2 separate regions of the Lactuca sativa genome follow, and region 1 is linked to region 2. A link is a contact called in public Hi-C data. All regions are on one chromosome and are shown on one strand. The core of a region is the stretch at or near the end of the contact, and the rest is flanking DNA. Distances in the headings are between cores, read along the strand shown.

What was found. A called contact is a pair of places that touch in the nucleus more often than the background predicts.
Region 1: a contact with region 2 is called in a Hi-C map of bud, with 8 times the contacts expected there. The contact joins the promoter of LOC111895360 here to the promoter of LOC111895323 in region 2. A contact is called at or near these places in 3 of 4 Hi-C or Micro-C datasets (bud and leaf).

The regions. Positions count from the first base shown.
Region 1 is chr4:142,965,428-142,970,735 of Lsat_Salinas_v11, forward strand. LOC111895360 (ubiquitin-conjugating enzyme E2 27) reads right to left here and starts at 2,079. Exons shown (of 5, transcript XM_023891440.3): 1 at 1,736-2,079; 2 at 1,423-1,471; 3 at 1,072-1,231; 4 at 885-974; 5 at 598-805. The coding sequence starts at 1,913. The coding sequence ends at 698.
Region 2 is chr4:142,712,813-142,718,050 of Lsat_Salinas_v11, forward strand. LOC111895323 (probable serine/threonine-protein kinase At1g54610) reads right to left here and starts at 1,585. Exons shown (of 7, transcript XM_023891409.3): 1 at 955-1,585; 2 at 527-811; 3 at 107-424. The coding sequence starts at 1,296.

The DNA.
Region 1 (5,308 bases), core at 829-3,328, 250 kb after region 2:
TAACAAGCTTCTATTAATTTGGATATTTTTGCTTAGAAACGGGCTTGAAATTGATCGGGTTTTAACTCAATCCGGTTTTGACTTTTATTGACCAAATACGATCAGGTTTAGAGAAACAAATCATCTTTGTACACCTCTAACCAATTTTACTACTTATCAAGCCTATACTCATAACTAGTTATTGGGTTTGAGCCCTTTAACCTACTTTTTCATAATAATAATAATAATAATAATAATAATAATAATAATAAAAAGCGGTATTATAAAACTTATTAACTAATATAACTTGTTAGCAAGTTATAAAATATAAAAAGTATACCAGTCAATAACAGAATCTTTATTATATATTCATTAATTTGTTTTATAATATAGAAGTTAGTGAAATAGATACTAACAAATATAACTATTCTCATATAAATTATTATACATGTGTTAACCTTTTTTATTTAATATGTAGTTGTTAAAAAAGAAATATAAATCAAGTGTCAAATATAAAGTAGCCGATCTTTATTACACTACCACATTACTATGGATTATATAATTTATACACTACACTCTTAGATCAATATTGCAACAAAACAATATCATTTATCACAATTCTTCTGATAACAAATATTTTTCATTTTCAAAAGTTTTCGTGTGTTCACAAATGAGAATTTAAATTCGACTACATATAATATATAATAATTCATATATTTTAGCCAGAACATAACTTCTCTAAAGCCATATTTTCATCACCACCAACAACTTCCAGAGTACTCCTAACCAACCCTTCAGGGAACCCCATCTCCACAAGCTTTTGTACCTATTCCAATATTTAAACATAATCTCCTTATATTATTGATATTTCACTCATAAATAATAATAATAATTATAATATTTACCTTCTCTTCAACCCCAAGAGATGATGTTTTTGCAAAAGACTCTGTCCAGTATCGAGCTGTGCTTGCAAAAGTCTGGTAGTCTTTAAGATACTGAAAAACAACCAATAAAAGATGAATACATACAATTGGTATAATTATGTGAATTTTGTTAAGTATAGTGTGTTAATATGAAAATGAAATGTATTACTTGTTGAGCTACAACAGCATCTTGTGGATCATCAGGTTCAGGGGCAGAGAGTAAAGCCTGTATGGAAAGAAGAGCTGTCTTCAAAGTAAGTGCTGGACTCCATTGATCCTTCAAAATGTCCAAACAAATGGCTCCACTTTGGCTGCTGATGTTTGGGTGCCTTCAAATTAAGTTGTTAAGATGTAAATATAACCTTCAATGATGATTAATTAATAGCAGTATCTTGTCATGTTTGGAAGAAAAACTAAAAAAGGAAGAAAGGTTAAAGACAATTACAACATTATGCTTAGTGTGTTTAGAGAATCAATGGAACAGTTATAATGAGAAATGATTCAATATGGAAATACATACCAAACTTTAGTTGCGAATTTCATCTTTGGTGGCTCAAAAGGGTATCCATCTGCAATTTATACAACGTGAATCATTTGACGTGCCTTCCAAAAATGAACAGTATCGATCATAAATTCAGAATCGATTAATCCCTGATTTGACAAATAAAAGTTTTCAAATTTGGTGATCGAACAGACGGTTTCAAGTATACAAGCTATGGAATCGATCGTACATGGAATCCAAGCTTAGCTAATGTTTATCGATCAGAAATTGCAATTAACATTCGACTGAAAACCTAAATTTGAGTAGCATTACTATATATTTAATATATTACCAGGTAAATTGATATCAATCTTGAAGGTTCCGCCTTCGTACGGAGTACCAATCGGGCCGGGAATTGTGCCGATCAAATTGGTGAGATTGTCGGATTTAGGGTTTACGCTTATACCCGAGACATTAATGTCTCTGTTACATTCTTGAAGCTCCTTTTGCACTCTACTAAAGTCCACCATCTTCTTCGCAATTGGGGTTTCAAAAGAGGGAAACGTTTTACGCAGGTTTTTGCGATCTTTACCTCACACACACACACTCGCGGTTTCTCTCTTTAGGGTTTACGAATTTACCTTTATGGGTCGATTTCGGTGATTGAGAAAGCAAGGTAAAGTGGAGTATAAACAAAGCAAGGAAGGAAGTGGTCCTTCCACTTGTAGTAGAATTTGTAAACTTTTATATTTTTAATTTTAATTTTAATTTCTTGTATAAAATTTTCGTTCAACACTCGTGAGGAATTCGAAAATCGCCTACTCCTACACCGGTCTATATTAAGATCGGTGCATATTTGTGGTTCCATTAATTGCGTAAGTGATCGACGAACCTTGAAGGAATGGTTACGAATAAGAATATTAGTTTGTAAAGTTACAAGTACTAGGATTTGTAAATATTTACATTTTAAGTTTCATTTCCTTGTATGAACTTTTCTTTATACACGTGGTAGGAATTTGAAAATCGTTTTCTTCATTATTGTTTTACAAGAACTAGGTGTGAGACTTATGTATTATATGAGTTTAATTAAAAAAAATAAATATAAAATTTTAACAATTTGAAGAATTTGAATTTATAAGAAAAATAAGAAAAAAAATTGAATTATTAAAATTAATGAGACTGTAATGTATTGAATACATTACATATATAAAATTCTTCTAATAAATACCTTACATATATATATATATATATATATATATATATATATATATATATATATATATATATATATATATATATATATATATATATATATATATATATATAGGCCTAGGTTATTCTATTCAAAGTAATTATTGTGTTATTGTATGTATAAATGTGGGTCAATCAAATTTACTTATTTTAAGAAAGTGAATAATATATATTATTGAATTAAATATAATTGAAAATATCATCTTAATTAATTATAAGGGTAATTTAATCAATTAATATAGATTTAATAAAGGAAAATTGCATTTTTTAAGGGATCATAGATTCTATTAATTTTAAAAATCCAATTTTACATATTATAATTTTTTTAATTCGGACATTCTCACAGAATATGTTTATGAGTATATTCAAAAATAAAAATATTCTTGAACCATAAATAATAAAAATATTCTTGAACCTATTTCTTGATCATGAATTTAAAAACTTATTATAGAATAACAAATCCTTAAACAATCAATTGAAGAATAAAAATAAAACATATATTATTTCTTATAGAATACGGGTAACAATTATTAAAAATTACATTTATTGTTAAGGAATAAAACTAAAAAACAATCAAACCGGGAAAGAAAACATCAAAATCTAACAACGACTACTACATTCTAAAAGAATAATGTGGTTCGTTTCAATTTTGTGATCTGTTCTTCAAGCATCAATTTTTGTGATTCCAACAGAATTGGAATTCGTCTTTCCATTCCAACAGAATTGGAATTTGTGATTTCATTCCAATAGAATTGGAATCTCACCAATATCATCCATTGAATCATCTACATAAACACTCTTCCATTCTCTATTCTTTTCTGCATCGATTCACAATTAATATTTAATACAAAAGAAAAATCACCCCTGCATTCCTTCTCTTCTTCGTTTTCAGTCAAGAACACACCACCGAAGTGGATGTTTTCTAGTGCAAACAGAAGAGATCAGCAGCTCCTTTCTCTTCTTCTTCTTCTTCTTCTTTGATTTCTGCCAAGAACATCAAGAGACCAACAACCTCTCCCTTTTCCTTCTATCTTTCCCTATTAAAAGAAACAAACAAACAAAAAAACTCCCCTTATATCGTTTTCTGCCTGCTTCCATTTTCCTTCGTTGTTGGCTGTTAAATCAGAAAGAAAGGGGGAGCAAGGAGATTATCGGTGCAGCCCCCCATCACATCCCACACATTCTCTGGTCAAGCAAACACCTCCGAAAACCTCACCTGCGTCGCTGCTTCGCTGCTCCTTGTCGAGAGCTCCGTTTCTAGGGTTTGTAATTCGATAGCAGCTTGAGCTTCGTCGTCCGACTCCGAGTCGGAATCGGAACTTGATGCAGAACTGCTGTTGCGCACTATGATGGAGGGTAGACCCAGATCGTCGTCGATTGATCCGGCACAAAACATGAGATTATCATGGATGATAACGATTGATTCCTTTTGAAATGAGGCCTTTTGTGCATCTATGATCTGGATGAGGTGTTTCTGAAAATGGGGTTTGCATTTATCATTTAGAGCTTGCAAGAACCGAATGAAGTCGGAAGAGTCGTCGGTGTCGGATAATTTGTCCGACAGAGGGAGGAAGATGAAGTCAGGGTGATTAGAAGGGTCTGGTGGATGACGGCTGTATATAAGAAAAGAAATTAGGTTAAAATTGAATGCTAGCATGATTATAAGACTATTTGTGGAAGCTATTTATCAAATTACTAAAATACCCTTGTTTATTTATTTAATTATTTAAATTTTTATTTAATTATGATTGGCCCACATTTATGCATACAGTAACACAATAATTACTTTAAACATTTGAACCTCTCTCTCTCTCTCTTTCTCTCTCTCTCTCTCTCTCTCTCTCTCTCTCTCTATATATATATATATATATATATATATATATATATATATATATATATATATATATATATATATATGGTGTAAAACCCGTGTATTATACGGGTTAATTAAACAAAAAATTAAATATTAAAAATATAAACATTAACTATTTTTTTTAAATAGAATTTTGAAATAAGGAAAGAAGAAACTTATTAATTACAATTACTATCATATTTATTACATTTAATAATTAACATATATAAACATGTAAGCATTATGTAGCTTTTTAATTTAAAATTTGAAAAAACTTAGAAATTGACATATGATATTATTTATTTTAAAAATATAATAAAATGATAAGTGTCAAAACTCATAAAAAATTGACACGTGACAAAATTAATCTTTATTTATTATAGTTGATGAGTCATACGTGCAAAAAAAAAACATGATTTTCAAAATTGGGTAGCATCTTATATAGCTGGTTCATGAATACGAGTTTTCCACTTCCCTAAATTAGATGAAAAAATCCATTAACCTTTCATTATTGCTTGAAGGCACTCAAAGAAAATGAAAGACGACTATACCATTTTATATAAGAAACAACAAAATAATAATCTCCTTCGATGAGTCAAAAATTTTAACTATTCAAAAGAAAATCTCAATGAAAAATCAACTACGAATAATTATACTTTCTTTAAAAACATAAATATCAAAATTCTAATTATAATAGATATATTATTACAACATCACTTACATTTAGCATGTCTTGGACAGCTACCATTTCTCCATTTCGTTTATGATTTTTCCTTGAATCATTTGTGATTTCTGTCAACTATGGAGTCACAGTTTTAATTC
Region 2 (5,238 bases), core at 335-2,834:
AAAAAAATATCCAAAGATTATAACAGCATCCAACTTATGTTTGAAAAGATAATTGCTTAGATTTTGATTAAAAGAAATGTTCTTTTTTTATTTTTTCATTTTTTACCTCTGTGCGACCTGGCATTATTGGTTTTCCAGCAAGAAGTTCAGCCAAAATGCATCCAGCACTCCAAAGGTCAACACCAACACCATAATAAGTTGCCCCTAAAAGAAGCTCAGGGGGTCGATACCAAAGAGTAACAACACGACTAGTCATTGGTTGTTTATGTCTTGGATCATAAAAAGAAGCCAATCCAAAATCTGCTATTTTGAGAATCCCATCATTGTCTATCAGCAAATTAGATCCTTTGATATCTCTGTGTAATACACCATTCTTATGGCAATGTTCAAGCCCAGAAAGTAATTGTTTAATGAAGCATTTGATCTGCAGATATAGGAACAAGAGCAACATAAACAGTTTTACTTCTAAACCACCAATTAATTAGGGATAATGAATGTATGAAACAATTTGGATCTTGAAGATTACCTGAGGCTCTGTAAATTTGACACCTTGAACAGCGGCAAGACCAGAGAGATCATGTTCCATGTATTCGAACACTAGGTAAAGACTGCAGGACATTCTAGATGTAACCAATCCTTCAAGCTTTATGATATTTGGATGATTAAGCTTTTTCAAGATGATAATCTCTCTTGCCATGAACTTCACATTCTCGGGGTCTAAATTATCAACCCTAACTTTCTTCAAAGCTACTATCTTCCCTGTTATTAAATCCCTAGCTTTATATACATTGCTATACGTTCCTTGCCCAATCTGATCATCAATTATTGAAGAAATTTATATCAGAGAAAGTCAACATCTCATAACCTGTCACTCGAGAAATCGATTCAGAATCGATGAAATGAAAATAAATTCTTCATATATAAGTGATGAGATTCAGGTTTTTTATAATTTACCTTATCGAGTTTCTCAAAAGTATTAGCACGACGAGGTATCCAATCTTTAATGGCATCACCGGCGACGTCGGAAAGCCACGACGGCCATCCTTGAACAACTTTCAGGCTATATTCCGGCTTCGGCCTACGCCGGTCAGACGGTCGAACTTCGCCGTCGGTTTGGCGGATCGTTTCCACAGCTCCAACTTTTTTATCATCCTTGGCCCCATCCGGCGCTACCTGCTCGACGTTTTGTCTAGGTTGCGTAGAATTCGTAGTTGTAGATTCTTCTCCATTCCGGCGGCGGTTGTTTGACTTTGACCGGCGATCTGAAGTTGATGTCGTACCGAGCACACAGCCCATGGCTTAACCTACCTCGCCATTAACTATAAAGCCAGGTATCTGTTGTCTGCAAAACAGCCACCAGTATCGGCGCTTTCTGCATTAAATTTTGAGAAATTACGGCAGTTTAACAGGAAAAGTGAAGTGATTCCGGTGGTGGAACCGCTGGCGGTGACTTGTACGATGCAAATAGCCACTGGAACTCTTTTGGAAATTTTGCAGATTGCAGAGAGAGAGAGAGAGAGAGAGAGAGAGAGAGAGAAAGAGAGAGGGGGGGTAAAAAGGAGTCAGTTTTTTAGTCTTTTAGATTTGGATTTCGATTCGAGTTGGTTTTATCAGAAACTTTTCAGCCCTCCTTTATAAACATAATTACATTATTACCACTGTCGCTAAATCAATCAACATCTCATTCTTCAACTCATTAAAGTCTTTTGACTTCTAGAATGGAAAACCATTTATTTTTTAAAAATTAAATATGCAATTTCAATTTAAGGGTGCTAAAATAAATCGGTAAAATAATGAAGTAAACTGATTGATTTTTAAGATGGGTTAAAACAAGTTTGATTGGGTTTATTTTTTAGGAAACTGCAAGAATGCTCCTTGTGTTTAAACAAAAACATAAGAGTTTAGTTCATTTATAGAAAAAAAAAAAAAAAAGTAAGAATTACAAAAAACGTTCTTATGATACATGGGTTATTGAAAAGCAACGACATGGAAGCATCCGTGGAGTAGTATGAAGGACAAGCTAGAAATCAAAATGGCTTTTGATATTTGTTAGCTCATATGTTACTAGTCTACATGTTTATGGATCATTTTATCTCTAGCCCATAAACAAATATATGTTTGTTTGTTCGATTTGTTGCAACTGTTGGTTTGTTGTTGTTCCTGTTCTTTCTTTGCTTGTCTATTGTTGTTGGTTTGTTGTTGTTCTTGTTCTTTGTTTGCTTGTCTATTGTTGTTGCTGTTCTTGTTGTGGTTATCTACCAAACATGATTGGAAATGATGATTCTCTTTAGCCGATCAATACTCGATTAGATTGAAAAAATTACACGTATTGGAGCTACATTATGAAAATCTTCATTTGTGGGAATAATATGTGGGATTATGTGATACGACACAATTTAGTTATTGGCCTATTTTCTTGCCATGACGTTAAGTTGCTTTCGAGTTATTCTTTATTTTATGTTCCACTAAAGCATTAGTAGGTCACGATTTACAATTCCTCAATTTTAGCTACTTTTAGGAGTCTTTGTTTATTTAATTCATGTATTGTTCCATTTGAGAATTATGAATGAAATCATAAAAGTTGTTTTAGTTTTGCCTGTCTCTTGTATCTAACTTTTATGGATAATAGTCATCTGTAAGTGGTGTCTATCAACGATGCTTTCATTATCGTTCATCATGCCTTCCCGTCAAGATCTGTCCACCGATGTCACACCGCCAAGTATCCGCGAGCAACTCTCCACACTCATCTTTATTTCCACCGTTAATGTCCGCCGTCTTGCTTCAATTATCACACAAATGGCTACCGTCAACATCCTCATCGGCATTCAAACCGAGACCATGGCCAAACTCATCCCGCATCCACCTCCACTTCCACCATTGAATCAACAACTAAGGTCGTCGTCGCCGACATCCACATTGCCACTGTTGTCGCCACAACAGTCGTTATTGCCACCACCGCCTCCAAAATCATTGTAATCGTCCATGTCAACCCAACAACCACTTCTTTCTTCGCAACCGTTGCCATCATGGGTTTCGAATGTTTGATCAAGACCACTCATTCGAAATGAATATGATTTGGAGTTTCGAATTTTGGTACTGAAGCAAATGTTTCGTGAAAATCTGGAACATTGTTCCCCGTCAATTCCTTAAAAGTGTAGTGAAAATTGGATTTCACTTTCATCATGGTCTCATGATGTCAGATCATAAACACAGATTTTTTATATGTCTAAGTCTCGATGGGTTTGATCAGAGACCTCTCGGACATATGTCTTCGTGTGTGATCGTGTAAGAACTTTATAGGTGAAAAAGATTGATATAAGACACGAAAAGTACCTCTGTTATATTTGGACAAAACAGTAAACGCTTAACTCATTTTGAGAAGAGTCAGGTAGCTCAGGAACTAATGTGAATATAAGCCTGATTGGGAAGAAATTTTTGTATGAATAATTTCATTAAGGCTTTCGTACACACACATTGAGTCATTTGAGGTTTTGGACAACATGCAACAACATGCTTCTAGGGACAACTTAACTAGTTCAAGTGATGAAAAATGTATTAATTCATACGAAAAATGTACCTGACCCTAGAACGGCAAGCATAATTCACTGTTTATCTTCATGATTATCTGCAACAAAATACTAAAACGAAATAAGAATCAGAATATTTTTGTTGTTTTGATTTTTCAAAAGTAGAGACTGAACAAACAAAAAAAAAATGGATTTTTAAGTTTTCGAAAATTAAATGACAAAATAAAAGAAAATCTTTTTGGATTTTTAATTTTTTGAAAATTAAATGACAAAACAAAAGAAAATCTTTTTGGATTTTTAATTTTTCGAAAATTGAAAATAAATTGTACTTGTTGCAAAAAATACAAAATTTTATCATCCCCTTATAAGTGACAAATGTACGAATTCGAAGGGGTCGAAGCGTTGAATATGAACAGTAACCTCTGAATTAACCCTTAAAATAAGTGATAAATTTACGAATTTGAAGGGGTTGAAGCGTTGACTATGAACAGTAACCTCTGAATGCTGATGGTTATTGCTTTGTCTTTCATTCAGCGCCTCTGAATCATTCCTGGTCATTCATCATTCGCCTTTTTCACATGGAAAAGAATTTCCATCGATCATTCCAAGTCCTTCTATAATTTTCACAAGGTATTTTTCATCTAAAGGTTTCGTGAAAATATTAGCTAATTGATCAGTTGTTTTCACGAAATGTACTTCAATATTTCCATCCTACACGTGATCCTTGATGAAATGATAACGAAGTGTTATATGTTTAGTCTTCGAATGTTGCACCGGATTATGACAAATTCTTATAGCACTTTGAGAATCATAATATAATGGAATCTTTTTCATATTGATTGCATAATCACGCAATTGACTTTGAATCCATATAATTTGTGAAGTGCAAGCAGCAACAGCCACGTATTCTGCCTCAGCTATTGAAATTGATACACATGTTTGCTTTTTCAACTGCCAGCTCACCAATTTGCCATCGAGAAATTGACATCCACCACTTGTGCTTTTTCTATCAAGATTACACCCACCAAGTCTGCATCCGAATATGCTTGTATAAAGAACCCAGTTTTCGAAGGATACCACAATCCTAACGAAATTGTTCCTTTAAGATAACAAAATATATTCTTCACAGCAGTGAGATGTGGTTCTCGTGGATTTGACTGATACCTTGCACAATTACACACATAAAATATATTCTTCACAGCAGTGAGATGTGGTTATGTCAACTGCAGGTTTATCTAATGAAGGTGTCAACTTTATGTCAGTTGCCATTGGAACTCGTAACTTTGTGCTATTCGTCAATCCAAACTTTTCTAGCAGATTCTTCGTATATTTTTCTTGATTAATAAAAATTCCTTCTCTGCTTTGACGAATATTCAGTCCAAGAAAATTATTGATTTTTCCCATCATGCTCATTTCGAACTTACTTTTTATCAAATCTTTGAATTCTCTAGATAAAGTAGAGTCAGTCGAGCCAAAAATAATATGTGACATCCCCAAAATCACGGACAGAAAAGACCGGTTTGTTTATGCTTTGTTTAAAACCAGAGTTACATTTTAAATGAAAGTGTTGCGGAATTTGTCCCAAAACAAAAATATGATAAAGATTTATCAAAAGCATTTCCATAGAAATGTATTTCATTAAAAGACTCGGGATGTCATGTTCGTACAGATCAAAAGCATAAACAGTACAATATAAGCCTTACTACATTAT